2 separate regions of the Zea mays genome follow, and region 1 is linked to region 2. Evidence: chromatin contacts called from public Hi-C data. All regions are on one chromosome and are shown on one strand. The core of a region is the stretch at or near the end of the contact, and the rest is flanking DNA. Distances in the headings are between cores, read along the strand shown. Region 1 holds the start of LOC100193052. Region 2 holds the start of LOC109941441.

Region 1 (6,646 bases), core at 1,587-4,086, 140 kb before region 2:
TTTTGGACATGGACATGGTATCCAGTACACACATTTGATTTGACTACCTCTATATTGATGAAAAAAATCACTCCATTATGAAACTATTATCATAATAAGTTCGACGATGCTATGTCCACGTGACCAATCTAGATACATTTACGATGTTGCCGTTTTTTTTTTGCCAAATACTAACAACCCTTTAGGTCTTCACGTGATGCGTAGAACCTTAAGATCGGCTCTACGAAATGTCGGACGGTTCGTAACAGGTTACTGGATCGTCCACAGTAGGCATCAAACAGTTCGTGGTTGCGCATTGGACCGTCCACCGTGGCAGCGTGTAGGCAACAGGTCGTCTATGATTGCATGGTACACTATGATTGCATGGTACAATTCTGAGACCTTAGACTATCAATGCAGCTAAGAGACAACGTGTATAAAAAATCATACACAAAGGTCACCTTTTTTTATCTTTGAAACACAACACAATACTTAAAGACATACACGATCGAGATTCGTAAGAGTACAGACGTTGCCGAACGGAAAGCTCACTTCGACCGAGTTTAAGTGGATTCTGAACACAAATAAGCCAAAGCAATAGCACACATGTTGGCTGACGCACATCTCTCTCACAGCAACAATGGCACAATGGTCCGTTAAGCAGCCAGCGTGGCCGTGGCCGTGGCATCGGCCGGGCCTTCTGCCTCCGGAGCCACCAGCTGGGCGATGTTCTCCACAGCACATATCCTGCCGCTGGCCAGTCCGGCCGTCAGGTCCTCGACTTCCATTTTCACCACATCACGGCGGTTGCCAATATCAGCTGCATACCTGCTCGCGCAGTACACCCCGACGGCCATCACCGCCATCCCATAGATGTTCGTGGTAACCAAGCGGAATGGGGTCGAGACCACCGCGGCGAGAGGTCCACCGATGATGGAGATAGCCTGCCCGCTCTGCCCGACAACGCCCTGCTCAGCGACAAGAAGGCCAGTCTTGCAGTATATCGCGAAGTCCTCGCAGTTGCTCTTGAACAGGTTGTAGCACCTGAAACCGTTGCTCAGCAGGTATCTGGCGCGGCGAGCCACCGTGTCGTCAGGGTCAGAGGGAGCGAGCGTGCACGTCCCTCCTCGCGCTTTGGCGAGGAAGAGCGCCGGGTTGACTGCGTACTCGAAACGGTAGAGAGCACCCCCAGCTAGGAAGCAGCTGAGGCAGGAGGATACCACGCCGTTCGTCTCTGTGCTGCTGTCGCTGGTTTCGTCGGTGCACACCGGGCAAGGCGTGTTGCTTCGTTTTGGGGTGGAACTCACAAGAATAATATCGACGACAGTTCCTGTTCCGACCTCCTGTCCTCTTCCTCTTGTGAAATGGATCACCTTATCATCGCCCACATATATTCCTGCGAGAAACGTATGGTTACATCTGTAACAAATTTACTGTGAATGGCGCCTCAAATTGCATAGAACTGTGTCCATTAAAAACTCCTCAATGCATCACAATTCACAAGGTGGGTTCAGTGTTTAGGTCACTGTCTCAGTGACACAATGCGTGGGAGTGGCATATAACAGGTAAGGGGAACATTCATGGTACATAAGAAAATCCCCCCAACCCCCCAAAAAAAATACCTACAACGTTTCCTATTCCTACAAGGTTACCCAACGATATACAATCTGTAATAACAATTTCATTTTTCCCATGTAGCACCTGTCAAAAGGTGATCAAAGGCCAAAAACATCTATGCATACGGCAAAGTACTAAGGGCTGGTTTGGAGACAAAGGATTTAGAGGGATCCACGGGGGAGGAAATCTCTTGCTATTCAACAAGGTATTTCCTCTCCCATGGATCCCCTCCAAATCTCATCACCAAACCAGCCCTAAACGTTATTTGGAGGGATCCATGGGGGAGGAAATTTTTGGGAAATGATAAATAAAAAGAAGAGGAGGAAGGTAGGCAGTACGGAGGCATCTGAAGGCAAAAATTTCACAGGGATCAATTCAATTTCCACGGGATTAGGGGGATCTATCTAGTTCCAAATGGAACTTGTCTATTTTGTTTGGTCTGACATAGAACTCCTATTGAGTTTATACTTCAAACTCTGAAGATCGGTGCGACAGAGCATGCACAGCATTTAGTGGTGCTGGTGTTGATATCTAGAGAATCAATCCAACCCCCAAGAAGCTAACTAGATCTATATCCTAAAATCATTTTCAGTTCAGACTTCAAAGAAATCCCCTCCTAACCCAAAGCACCCGACATCGGCGATAAGAATAGGGATGAAAGCATATACTTATTTGGATATCAATTTTTTGGTCTTTTATCTTTGATTGCAAATAAATAGAATATAGAATCTGATATGCAAATCCGTATGCTTGTTTTTAGCATTGAGCTTATAAAATGTGATCCAAGTCCCCATTTAGCAAATTCGTAGCATAAAATTTAAACCAAGTCCCATTTCGCCAATTCATGAGCCCAAAACCTTGGCAATTTAATGTGATCCAATCGTCCAATCGAAGTTTAAATACAACGGAGTAAGCATATGCAAAAGCAATACAATACGAATCACCTCACCGTGATGCGCGTAGACCCACGCCGCCCTCCAGGAGTAGATATGATCCCCCGCCTTGAGGCTCTCCCTCCCAATCCTGTCCCAACACAAAGAAAAAATCACACAAAAGAAGGAAAAAAAATAACCGCCCCTGCAGAGATGTGAGACTAGCCAATACGGATGATTCTAGGAACAAATACCAGAGAAAGATTGGATCTGAGAGTTGACCTGTTTGAGAGGAGACCCATGGAGACGGGAGCCTGGAAGGGGGCGTGGTCGATGAGGCGATTTTGGGCCGGCGAGCAGAAGCACCGTAGAGGGACAGAGGAGAGGACAGGAACGGAAGCGAAGAGGGGGTGGCTTGCGCGTTTGAGTTAAGGACAAAATGGGGAAAGCCGGTGGCCGTAGGATGCACGAGACGCTGGTTTCACGCGGGCGTCACGCCCGTAACTGTAGCTGCCTTGCCTGTCAATGGATGGTTTTGGTTCGCTTGGGAATTGACAACGCACAAAAACAGGTGAGAGAAGGAAAGTCAAACTTCTAAATGGAGTTAGAATGATTAGACCCTGTTTGTTTACTGGTTATAGGAAGGGGATATACTTCCTCGGATTGACTTCGCTTTGCTGCCTAAATTGCCACACTTTATCTAACTTTTTGTTTAAGATTGATTTTTCAATTTAAAAAATTAATCTTAAGTAAAATGTGACACAGTTAGCCACGAATCAAATAGTAATTGACGTAGAAAGTGCAGCAAATATATGCAAGAATCCGATGCAATACGGCGAGGAAGACGTTGGACAAAAGGTTCAAATTACCACCGCACAGTAGCGAGAGACAACGGCGTCTACGTCAGCCCTTCTATATTTGACGTTCTTATTGACCATGATTGTCTCTTGAACATATATTGAATATAACGCCAATCCTATGGTCAAAAGTGATCTTAGTTTCATAAGAAGCATACACATGATTTAAAAAAACTAAAAAATCCGTTCCTTCCTCCAGGTCATTTCCGGAAAGATTACGATTCTTTGGCATCAACGTTGGGCCTTTTTTCCTGCCAGCGCATATATGCTTCATTCATGCACTGGAATTCACTGTCCCGGCATGCTGCAATTTGTAGTACCATCAGATGCCTAGGATGAACCTGATGGGAAAAAAAAACACATTCAAGTTCTGGTAGCGAGCATCACCCTTTGCTTGGACTAGTCAATCAAGATTTATCCCCTGGTTACATGGCCCTCTGTCACTCTCAAGCACCGCCTACCTTCTACTGCCGCCAAAAGCATCTCAGGGAAAAAAAAAAGATCGACTGTTTATCAAAAATAGGCTGACGAGATCCTGATTGCAGAAATTCAAGAGCAGCAGCAAACAATGTTCTTAATCTATCCTGTACAATGTTAGGCGTGAAACTGTCAATCAGATAATCTTAAACGGCCTGAAAACGTAGACGTGCAATGTTCTTCCCAATTCAATTGAAGATGTCCAGGAATGTGGAGTTTCCTGCAATTTGAACATTGAGGGCGCGAACATTATTTCCTCTAAATTTCCTTTAGGAAAGGAACCGATTCCTTCCAGTAGCTCTTTATCATGTCAACGACTTTCATAGTGTATTTATCATCCTCCGGATAATAAGCGATTGGGTCATCAAGCAGCGGGGCTTCCAGATCCAAAACTCCTTCCAGTGTAGCATGCAGACAATATGCCGAATAAGTGATGTGGTAACCCCCTTCCTGGACAACCAGTATTTGCCCATTGCAATGGCGATCAGCCAGGCGCCTCATTATTTGTCCAATTTTCCTGTAGCCTTCCATGGTCAAGCACTGTCTTCCATTGGGATCAAACTGCATAAGTCAAACATAATGTAATTATTGTTGGTCTTACAGGAGTCATAGAGTCTAAGAATTTTGTTTCTTTCTAAAAAAATGTTTGCGATTATCACCACCAACCAACAGGATTTTGATGGACAGTAAACAAAGACGAGAAAAATGTGAGATTAGGTGTCCTCAAGCAGAGCATCACATGACCAAAGAAATTCATTGTCAACTACTAAAATCTAAATGTAATGTTTGGATTCACTAGGATGTATATCAAAACTAAAATGTGGGTTATGTAGAAATATTTAACATGGATTCGCTTGGGTCAGTTTAATAATCACATAAAGATTTAAACAGAGAATCTTACTAACTTTTTATCAGAGTAAATAACCCTAAAAGAATCTTTATATAATAACTCAGGTTGGCAGCCTGTTCAGCTCTCTCCTTGTGATCAAACAATTGTGCACTCAGTATCAGTATCAGCAATGCGTGGAAGCATGATACTTGAAGTTAATGATGACGATGCATACAGGTTGCTCCCACTCCCAGACATTGACTCAAGAAATTTACAAAATATGGATCTGCCAATCCAGGCGTTGGTCTCAGCTGAGTGAATTAAGCTTGCACTAATTTCCTTTCTTTCATGTTGGTCTCAGGGAAAAGAAGAAAACAGAATAAGGGCATTATGAATAACTCCAACAAAATTTGCCAGAGTGAATGAGGCAGCAATGTTCCCTATTATATAAACAGAACCTAGCCAAATTTGAGCCTTCAAATAGAGACTGCAGTTGTTTATCACTTTTAGACTGCAGTTTGGGGCGCTCTGAGTAGCAGCGATCTCCTGCTACTTGGGCGCCAGTTTTAGCGTACCCTGCAGTTGGCACAGCAGCACCATGTCTCCAAAGATAACACCTGCACTACCTTGGTATAGAAGGGGTGAATAATTTTCTGGGACACGCGCAAATGTGCTTTGCCTCTCTGTCCTGCTTCACTGCAAGGACTATGTAAGTGTGTTGCACTCACCTACATGTCATTATATGTGCAATATCTAATGCTAATTTCCTGTTTAGCACGTTATTCCTCGAACAAGCAGTTATTATTGATCAAAGGCTGAATTGTAACTGCAGGTTTGAATGTGATTCTCGATGATGAATGGGTTCAGTGACATTCATGTATGGCAGCATAGGCTGATTTACTAGTGAATAAATCTGTTCAATGATCATTTATCACTGTTGAGCACTTTCTCATTGCAAAGTGATCTGTATACTTCATGATGTGTGTAATTGATCAACTGTGAACTAGTTGAGCTAAATTCTAGGATAAAATGGATGATACCATACTTGGTCAAGGATTCTAAAAGCCTTTTAAGCCTTGGATGGCCATTGGTTTAGCAACCCGTACTGAGAATCATTAGAGGATAATTCTGTAGCATTTTTTCTAGTTATATTTACCTGCTTATTGTGTCAATTGCCATGATGCTTGCTTATGACATTGTGAGTAGCATAAATCTATCCTAATGTGCTGATTAAATGTTCATCTTGTTTACTGCAACCTTATCGTGGTTCTTGTATGTCTTTTATTTGCTAAATCTGGGAATCAACTTTAGTTGCTAAAAATGTGCCTTATCGCACAACAGGTTGCACTTGACAAATCAAAATCACCAAAAGCACTTCTGGTAGCAAGGTAACACCCAGAAATATGACCTATTGGCTACTTGGTCCACGAATTTTAAGCACCACAATGGGAGCAAGTTAAACGGAGCCAACTGTTCTTCTTTCTCATATACCTTCCTCCTATTATTTTTCAAGGACAATCATATCCACTAACTAGAATGTAATCTTTAGTTAGCAAAATGGGCTATTAGAGTAATGAACTGACCGGACAAATACACAGAATTCTAAATAGATTAATGCACACAACATGTAATGTAGCAAGGAAAACAAGTGTGTGAACTAAACTTACCGCACTGGAATCTTGGCCGACCACAAGAAACAACAGTTGAGGCTGAAACTTATCAATCGATGGAACAACCAACTCGTTCATCGCATATTCATACCCAGCATCTCCACTTCCATTAGGCAAAGGTATATTGAGATTGTACCCAAGCCCCTTGCCCTCACCAATCTCATCGACGGAGCCACTCTGCGGATGCGATGGCCCCCAAGAACCATGCATCATGTGAAGAGACATCGTCAACACGGTGTCTGTCCGATAGAAGCCCTCCGCGGTGCCATTCCCGTAGTGCACATCAATATCCACAACGGCGACCTTTGCGCGCCCGGAATCCAGAGCCAGTTGCACAGCAAGTCC
Region 2 (7,368 bases), core at 496-2,995:
TTGTGGAATTTGTAAAGGCAAGGTTGAGTGAAGTATGCAAGGCTCACTCGGTATTTATAAAGGAGGTACGCTTCGGAGAGAAGCCATCCGGTTGCCGTGCAGGGGAAGCAAGTCCATGGCTTCTCGAAGAAGAGTTCTGGCTTATGGTGGAAGCTTGTCAATTTGAAAACATATTTTCGTACTGATAAAATACTATGCGACGCTTTATCGACAACAGTTACACAGAACACAACAGGCAATGGTAATTAATATTGACAATTCGAATTTATTAATTTAAAAATTAATAAATACACTTTTTGACGCATCATTTCTGTAGCGTGAATTGGGAAGAAAACAAAGAAAACTGAAAAAGAAATGGAAAAAGAGAATCTGTTAACACTGTAGCTTTAGGGGACCGAATTTAGGGGACGCTGCTGGAGACTGAGAATATATAGAGGACAGAATCTTTTAGAGTGTTCTGTAAAGGACAAAGAATATTCTTTTAGGGGACGGAATTTAGGGGACGCTGCTGGAGACAGTCTTAGAGCAACTCCAACAAATACTGTAAACCAACCCGAAAAAAAACTTTTTCGCATTGGACTGTCATTTTCTCGCCTCCAACAGACTCCTAATCTTCTCCGTAATTTTACAGCGTCCCGCATCCACATCGACGCGTCCCGCATATATTGGTGAGGCAAACATTTCCCCAATCCACTCGAGCACGCGCATCCAGTAGCTTCCCGCGACTTCTTTCCCCTTCGTGCGCATCCAGTAGCTGGTGGTGGAAAGACGGGCAGCCGTGCAGATGGGACGACCTTTTGTGGAGGGCGGCGTCCAGGACGACCACGTTGACGCTTGCAACATCTGTCTCGACTCTCGAGGCCTTCACCTCCAGCGACCCCTCTGTGGTACAGGTACGTGCCCCTGCTGAGAGGAGACCAGCTGCAAGCACGAGTTCCACCTCCAGTGCATCCTCGAGTGCTGAGGAGTAGACTCGCTCAACCTACCTGACTGTGATTGCTTCTTATTGTTTCTGTTTCTCCGTGTTTGTTCTGTCGCTACGATCAGAGCTGAATGCGATGCACTGTGCAGCTGTTCTATCGATCAGTGCTGAACGCGATGTGCAGGCGTAAATCTGAATCTCTCGCAAGCTCTGCTCTTAATTGCCTGTTTACTTGTCTTGATACTACTTCTGACCATCGTGATTGATCCTAAAAGTGCCAGAGGAGCTCCTGTGCCCCATGTGTTAGCAGTCAATCAGCATGAAGGACCCTACCCTATGAAGTGCTGACATAGATTTGATGTTCATATTCAGAGTGGAAGCTTGCTTTTAGTGATGGCATTGGCGTGCATGCCAGTTGCTAGCTTATTTTTATGCATGATCGTGTGCTTAATTCCTGCATAGCATATATATGATGTCGCCGTTGTTTCTTTCATTCCATGTACCGTGAACATCATAATATATGCTAGTTGGCAACTTATTTTTATGATGCAGTCGGTTTCTACAAAGTATACGACTCCTACATTTCCACTCCTATGAACATCAGAATGTAATTTGAACGCGTCGCAAGCTTTGCTCTGAATCACCGGCTTGCTAGTCTTACATGTGCCAGAGGAGCTCCCAGAATCCCATGTTTTGGCAGGCAATTAGTATGAAGGACTCTTGACGGTGGGTAGAAGATAGTCCCATAATTGATGACGTGTCACAAGTTTAAAGTATTGGGGAGTAAATTATTATGGAACTGCTGTGCGAAGATAAGATTTTAGGGAAAAAGGTTTTTAGCGGAACCCCTAATACATAGTTTTTGGGAACAATTGTTTAGGAGACTGTTGGATTTGCTCTTAACCCTAGCTCGGTCTCAGCAAACCCACCCGTCTGTTCTCGTCGTGGCGGCCGCCCTGTCCCCATTCCCCAATCCCTGTCGCCGTGTCCCCAATCCGGCTCCGGCAATCCCACACCCAGCAGTCCAGCTCCAGCACCACCAGCGCCGCCCTGCCCCACGCGGCCACACCCAGGACCCAGCGGCCAGCACTACTGCCAGGCTGGCAGCGCGCGGAGGTCCAGCGCCAGCCGCCAGCACCAGGCTGCCAGGTCTCTAGTGACTCGATGTCAAGGTACTCAGCGTGCTGGCAGCCGATCTAGGTCTCTATGTGTCCTTTGAGTCTTCTCTCCATATAAATTCATCATAAAAGCTCAAGACCTAGATCGGCTTTTCCCCCTTGTTCAGCAAAGGCGTTTCGGGGTGTTCATCGTGGAACGATCGATCATGGCGGAGGGGGAGACATCGGCGGAGGAAAAGAGGAGGTGGACGGGGCCACCAGAGGCGCAGGAGTTGGAGGAGACAAAGAGGAGGCGGACGGGGCCACCAGAGGCGCAGGAGTTGGAGGAGCGCCTGGACTCTCTCAGGGACAAAATTGCGGCCGCAAGGCTTGTCGCTGGCAGCCGATTCGGCGAGGAGCAGCGACGGTCCTTGTTGCAGGAGTGGTTGCGCCTCGCATCTGCCAAGTTGGATCTGGATCTCTCAGGCATGAGCGAGTTCGACCGATCAGCAGAGGCGTTGCCTTGGTTGATGCCGCCGGAGGAGGCAGACAAGAGGACGACGCACACGCGGCAAGAGGCGCAGGAGTTGGAGGAGCGCATGACCTGTCTGCGGTTGCTATTCGAGGACGCAACAGATGACAGGATTCTCGCCAGAGAGGAGCTTGGAGCAGCAGCCGACGAGTTCCTGCTCCGCTTGACGACGCGCCGACAGGCCTTGACGCGCGAGTACTCGCGCCTCGCCAACCTGAAGAGGCCTCTAGATCTCTCCGGCATGACCGAGGCCGACCGGGCGGCGGAGGCGGAGAGGCTGAGGGAGGAGAAGCTGCAGAAGGCGCGTCAACTCCAGGACCAGGGGGACATGAGCGGCGCCCGCGAGTGTGAAGGTCTGGCACGCATCATCGACTTCGATGTCAAGCAGGGTGGCGAATACCTCAACAGTATCTGCTGTGTCGGCAACATCTACACCTTCGACCACACAGAGGAGTGTAAGTTCCTCAGGCAGTCACAGTAATTCTTAACTGACTCATGTTCTTGACTGCATGTCAGCATGTGTGATTTGTTCCTGCTTATTGGTTCCATTATACATATATCATTAGTTCATTACATGTGCTTCCTCACAGCGCCCGTTGGTCCGATGAGATTTACCAACAGACCCTGGCAAGACAAGATGTGTGTGAATTGTGCGTCGATAAACATCCTATCTGTCAAGATTGCATGCTCGGATATCGACTTCCCCATCCAAGTCTATGGCACCGTTGTTGCCAGGGACTGCATCGACTACAAGTGTGTTTACCTCTTCCGCCGAGATAATGACCATTGCCAACTCATCAGCTCTAATGTACGTACCTACAACTTCTTCCTTCCCTCCCTCCCTAATCGCATCATTCCTGTTATTTCAGGTTGCTAGCTAGCTCTCCTTTTTTTTCATATGTATGACTGTATGCAAAGGGAGAGGGAGGGAGGCTAAGATCTATATACTCTTGACCTGCAATTGATTTATACTAGTAACTTGCTCGCGCCTAGCGCGAGTCTTCGATCAATGCTGAACACATTTAAAAGCGTGTTGTTTTAGATATATGGAGCAAAGCATATGTGGATATATCTAAACAAACAATTGTCCACGGTAGTAGAACAATTAAGTCTACAAATGTAGCAGCATCAGCAATCTAGATGTCAACATTCTAAGTTTCAGATTAATGATCTTAAGGACAACATAATAGAGGCTGATAACTCTATTGTGTGTAATAGATGAATTTAAGGTTAATTTACTATTATTTACATCATGGCTAGCAAATATACAAATTAAAAGGTGCATATTTAGAAAAACAAACAGGAAATGTGTTAAGCATACATGTTTTCCTCGGAGTGATGACTTTTGGAAAGTGAAGTTGTGATGTCTCCATGCAATGGACCGATATGTGGAATCAGTAAAAAAAAAGGTTAAAATCCACATAAATCGGTGTACAATTAATAGAAAATGGGGAAAAGTACATGTGTTAGTTATCTATATCTTCTGCACTGAAATTAACATGGAGAATTAGGTAGGGCATAGATTGTTAATTGCTTGGTAATATCTATGAACAAAATTAATGGTGTCTTTAAGAAATGCATACGTATACAAGGACGACACATGAATAGCAGCTGCACAAAAATATAGTAAGGCTGCACTGACATTTAACACTTACCATGAAAGAAAGCAAAATCATGTAATCCTTCGTCAGCTCAAAGAGAAGCAATATTGAAGTCAATGGGAATGAATAGACTGAAGCTAGTGTAGCAGCCATTCTGACCTACAGAAAAATAGAGATAGTGCACATCATTACTTATCGCATCAGGAAAAGTGAGTTGCAAAGCAAACCAGAGCCTAGGCTTGTGGCAGTGCAACGACAACATTACCCTCAGTAAAGTTGAAATTATTAAATAAGCTACCGACGCCCTCCAAAACAGTTCCAGCAGCAGCTCCAATCATAAGACTTAGAGCATATAGCCTGTCTAAAAGGTCAGAGTCCTTGCAGAGGGCAATTGTAACTACCTTTGCAGCTGCTATTTGAGTTAGCTATCAGGTAGTTGGAGCAGAAGCACTTTCGTTACTATGCAATATGTCCTCGACATTTGTGAAACCCTAGTATAAAATCACTGAATATTTTAGAGCTATGGTAGCAGCTCCTAGCCCACCCAAAGCAGGGTACACTGTAATAGGAAAAGTTTTATACGCCTAAAAGAATCTTGAAAACCATCCTACCAATCCATCAAATACCACACTGCCTTTGTCTACTCGATTCTACCATAACATTGATCTGAAACATCTTTTTCTAGGAAAATATGTACGCATGCCACTAGCCTGTCATTTTACACCTTTTTCACATGCAGGAAGAATCATTGATCTTGACTGGCCCAAAACGGGGACTTGCATTGTGGTACGATGCTGATTATGTTCAGACTGATCTCTGGGTCAAGGATCGTCAAGGGCATTGCAAACAATTCAGTAAGGGGATCGTGAGGATCCCAGGCAATCAAGTGTTTGACAAATGTGAGCCTGAAACAGTATCTCTTGCTACCAGGCTCAGTACTGTGGATGTGACATATGACGTTGTGGAATGTGCGGTGGAGGCAACTGTTGCAGCTGAAGTTACACAGGGGGAATTCTATGGAGCAATGACTGCCCACACCACCAGAAGCAAGAGGAGGATTGTGCTGTTTGATAGCCAAGTAGGAGGTGATAAATGTCATGGTTTGATTCAATTGATGCGACCTGTTGTATCGGTCTCTGTGATGGACAAGCTGAAAATTTTCGCAACGACCGCTGCTGGTGTCTCTACAGGCGTTGAAGTTACTCCTAGATGGAACGGTGGACACGAATTCGTACTCACTTTAGGTGACGCTACGATTTGTGTGAAGGTTACTTGGTCGATGGTAGATCCACGGCTTTAAATGGGTTCGCCTGTTCGTTGTTAAGCATCATCGGTGGAAGTGTAGTAGTGTTGCATTGGAAGGGTTTATTCTACTCTTGTTATTTGTCTAAATGCATCATTTTTTTTGTGTGGTGGTGGTGGGGTTGTGTTGCTGGGTTCTCAGGTAATATTTTAAATAAAACCTGAAAATCCAGGCAGAGCTCACCTTTTGGTGCGGCCATGGTGGTCTTCACCTTTTGCTGGGTTCTCATGCTTGTTTGAGGCAGATATGATGAGTGGCTACAAACAGACTGGAGCGTTCAGGTGTGCGAGCATCCAGAGCTGAACGGAATTGTGATTCTAACTGACTAGAAACTGAAGAGCCTCCTTTCAGTTTTAAATTGTGCATCGGAATTGTAGAATTGTTATCTTAGCTTTCAAGGCATCGGCACTTCAACCTTCGGTTTACTCGTGTGTGAAGTCGTAGAAACATTGGCCCTTTCGTTCGTTCTCTTGGGAGAGTTCCAGTGGCGATGAAGCTTTTCAGTTTTCACAGCTCGGATGTGAGCAAATCCATTAGCTCCTGCACTGCATGGTACGGTACCTGCTACGTTTTGAACATTTGTGAAGCATTCAATTTTTTTTTTTGCCTTTGTTTAAGACAGACTGCTTATCACAAAGCATCCTCTGTCGGTTCAAGATATACAGCACTGTCTACCTGATAACAGGTGGACTATACAAAACTCCAGGCAGCTAGGAAGGCTCTATCTGTATTGTTCGTTCTCGTTCAAGATATAGTGTTTCCTCTCCAGAACAGAAAGATACGATTTTGTGCTACATAAATTGCAATCAAAAGTTTGGACGCAGCCTTGAAAGCTAACAAATACCACAATTGTCAAATTACTTTGGTCCATCTGAAAGACCAGAAGGAAAGGAAAAATGACAGAACGTCCATACAGCTAGTATTGTCTGCTCAACTAAATTGCAAATAGTGCTCTACGTCGTTCTTTTCTTCTTTTACCTTCTTCAGATCTGAAGATTTTTTTTTGAATGTAACTCAGACCACGTCTAGACGTCTATCCAAACAAAATATGGGTAGCGCAATAGTAGGTTAAGTAAACCTCGTTCTAAAATACTAAGTTGATATGTACATAAGATCCAACTTAAATATAAATTAAACTTCCTTCTCAATCAAATTAGAGAGGATACAGAGTAATATACGCCATAATACTGATGATTGTTTTTTTTTTGCACGGCAGTGCAGCTTATTCAAAAAAAATAATGAGAAAAATACTATACGCTAGATCATCAATTACGTCCCCAGACTCTGTAAGAAAAGGCAGCATGGTTGCTAAAAGCAGATATGTTTAAATCCAATCATCACACCTGCAACAAATGTTAATGGACATTAGCTATACCCAAGAAAACACGACAAAACTTTTATCCTAGTAAATAAACAGTATAGAAAACTGCAATATAGATAACTGTAGAAAACAAATAAGCCTCAGAAAGCTTATCCCAATAACATATAGATACATATAAAATGGTGAATGAGTGTGTTCATTGTTCAATAGAGACCTGATTTAATATGTATTAGAAATCATGAAAGTGAAGTACCAGCAAGGATCAAAAGATAAGAATTACTTGTTCTAAAACTGGTACAAATAAGGTTAGCTTACAAATGATAGTTTAGAAATAAGTTTGGAATTGATATGTTTAATTAGGAGGGGTCATCTCCCTTCCTGAAAGATTCTCAGAAAGAGCATCACTACCCTTTACACACCTGCAACAGATGTCAATGGACATTAGCTATACCCAAGAAAACACGACAAAACGTTTATCCTAGTAAATAAACAGTATAGAAAACTGCAATGTAGATAACTGTAGAAAACAAATAAGCCTCAGAAAGCTTATCCCAATAACATATAGATACATATAAAATGGTGAATGGGTGTG

The links. A called contact is a pair of places that touch in the nucleus more often than the background predicts.
Region 1: a Hi-C map of endosperm shows a contact between it and region 2, with 2.2 times the contacts expected there. The contact joins the promoter of LOC100193052 here to the promoter of LOC109941441 in region 2. A contact is called at or near these places in 2 of 25 Hi-C or Micro-C datasets (endosperm and leaf).

The regions. Positions count from the first base shown.
Region 1 is chr8:101,557,881-101,564,526 of Zm-B73-REFERENCE-NAM-5.0, reverse strand. LOC100193052 reads right to left here and starts at 2,836. Exons shown (of 3, transcript NM_001138220.1): 1 at 2,751-2,836; 2 at 2,546-2,619; 3 at 428-1,375. The coding sequence starts at 2,770. The coding sequence ends at 636. It overlaps LOC109461487, which reads right to left. Exons shown (of 3, transcript NM_001347996.1): 2 at 6,299-6,646; 3 at 3,712-4,363. The coding sequence ends at 4,061.
Region 2 is chr8:101,415,395-101,422,762 of Zm-B73-REFERENCE-NAM-5.0, reverse strand. LOC109941441 reads left to right here and starts at 1,745. Exons shown (of 4, transcript XM_020542403.3): 1 at 1,745-2,094; 2 at 2,208-3,006; 3 at 3,142-3,359; 4 at 4,892-5,813. The coding sequence starts at 2,247. The coding sequence ends at 5,452.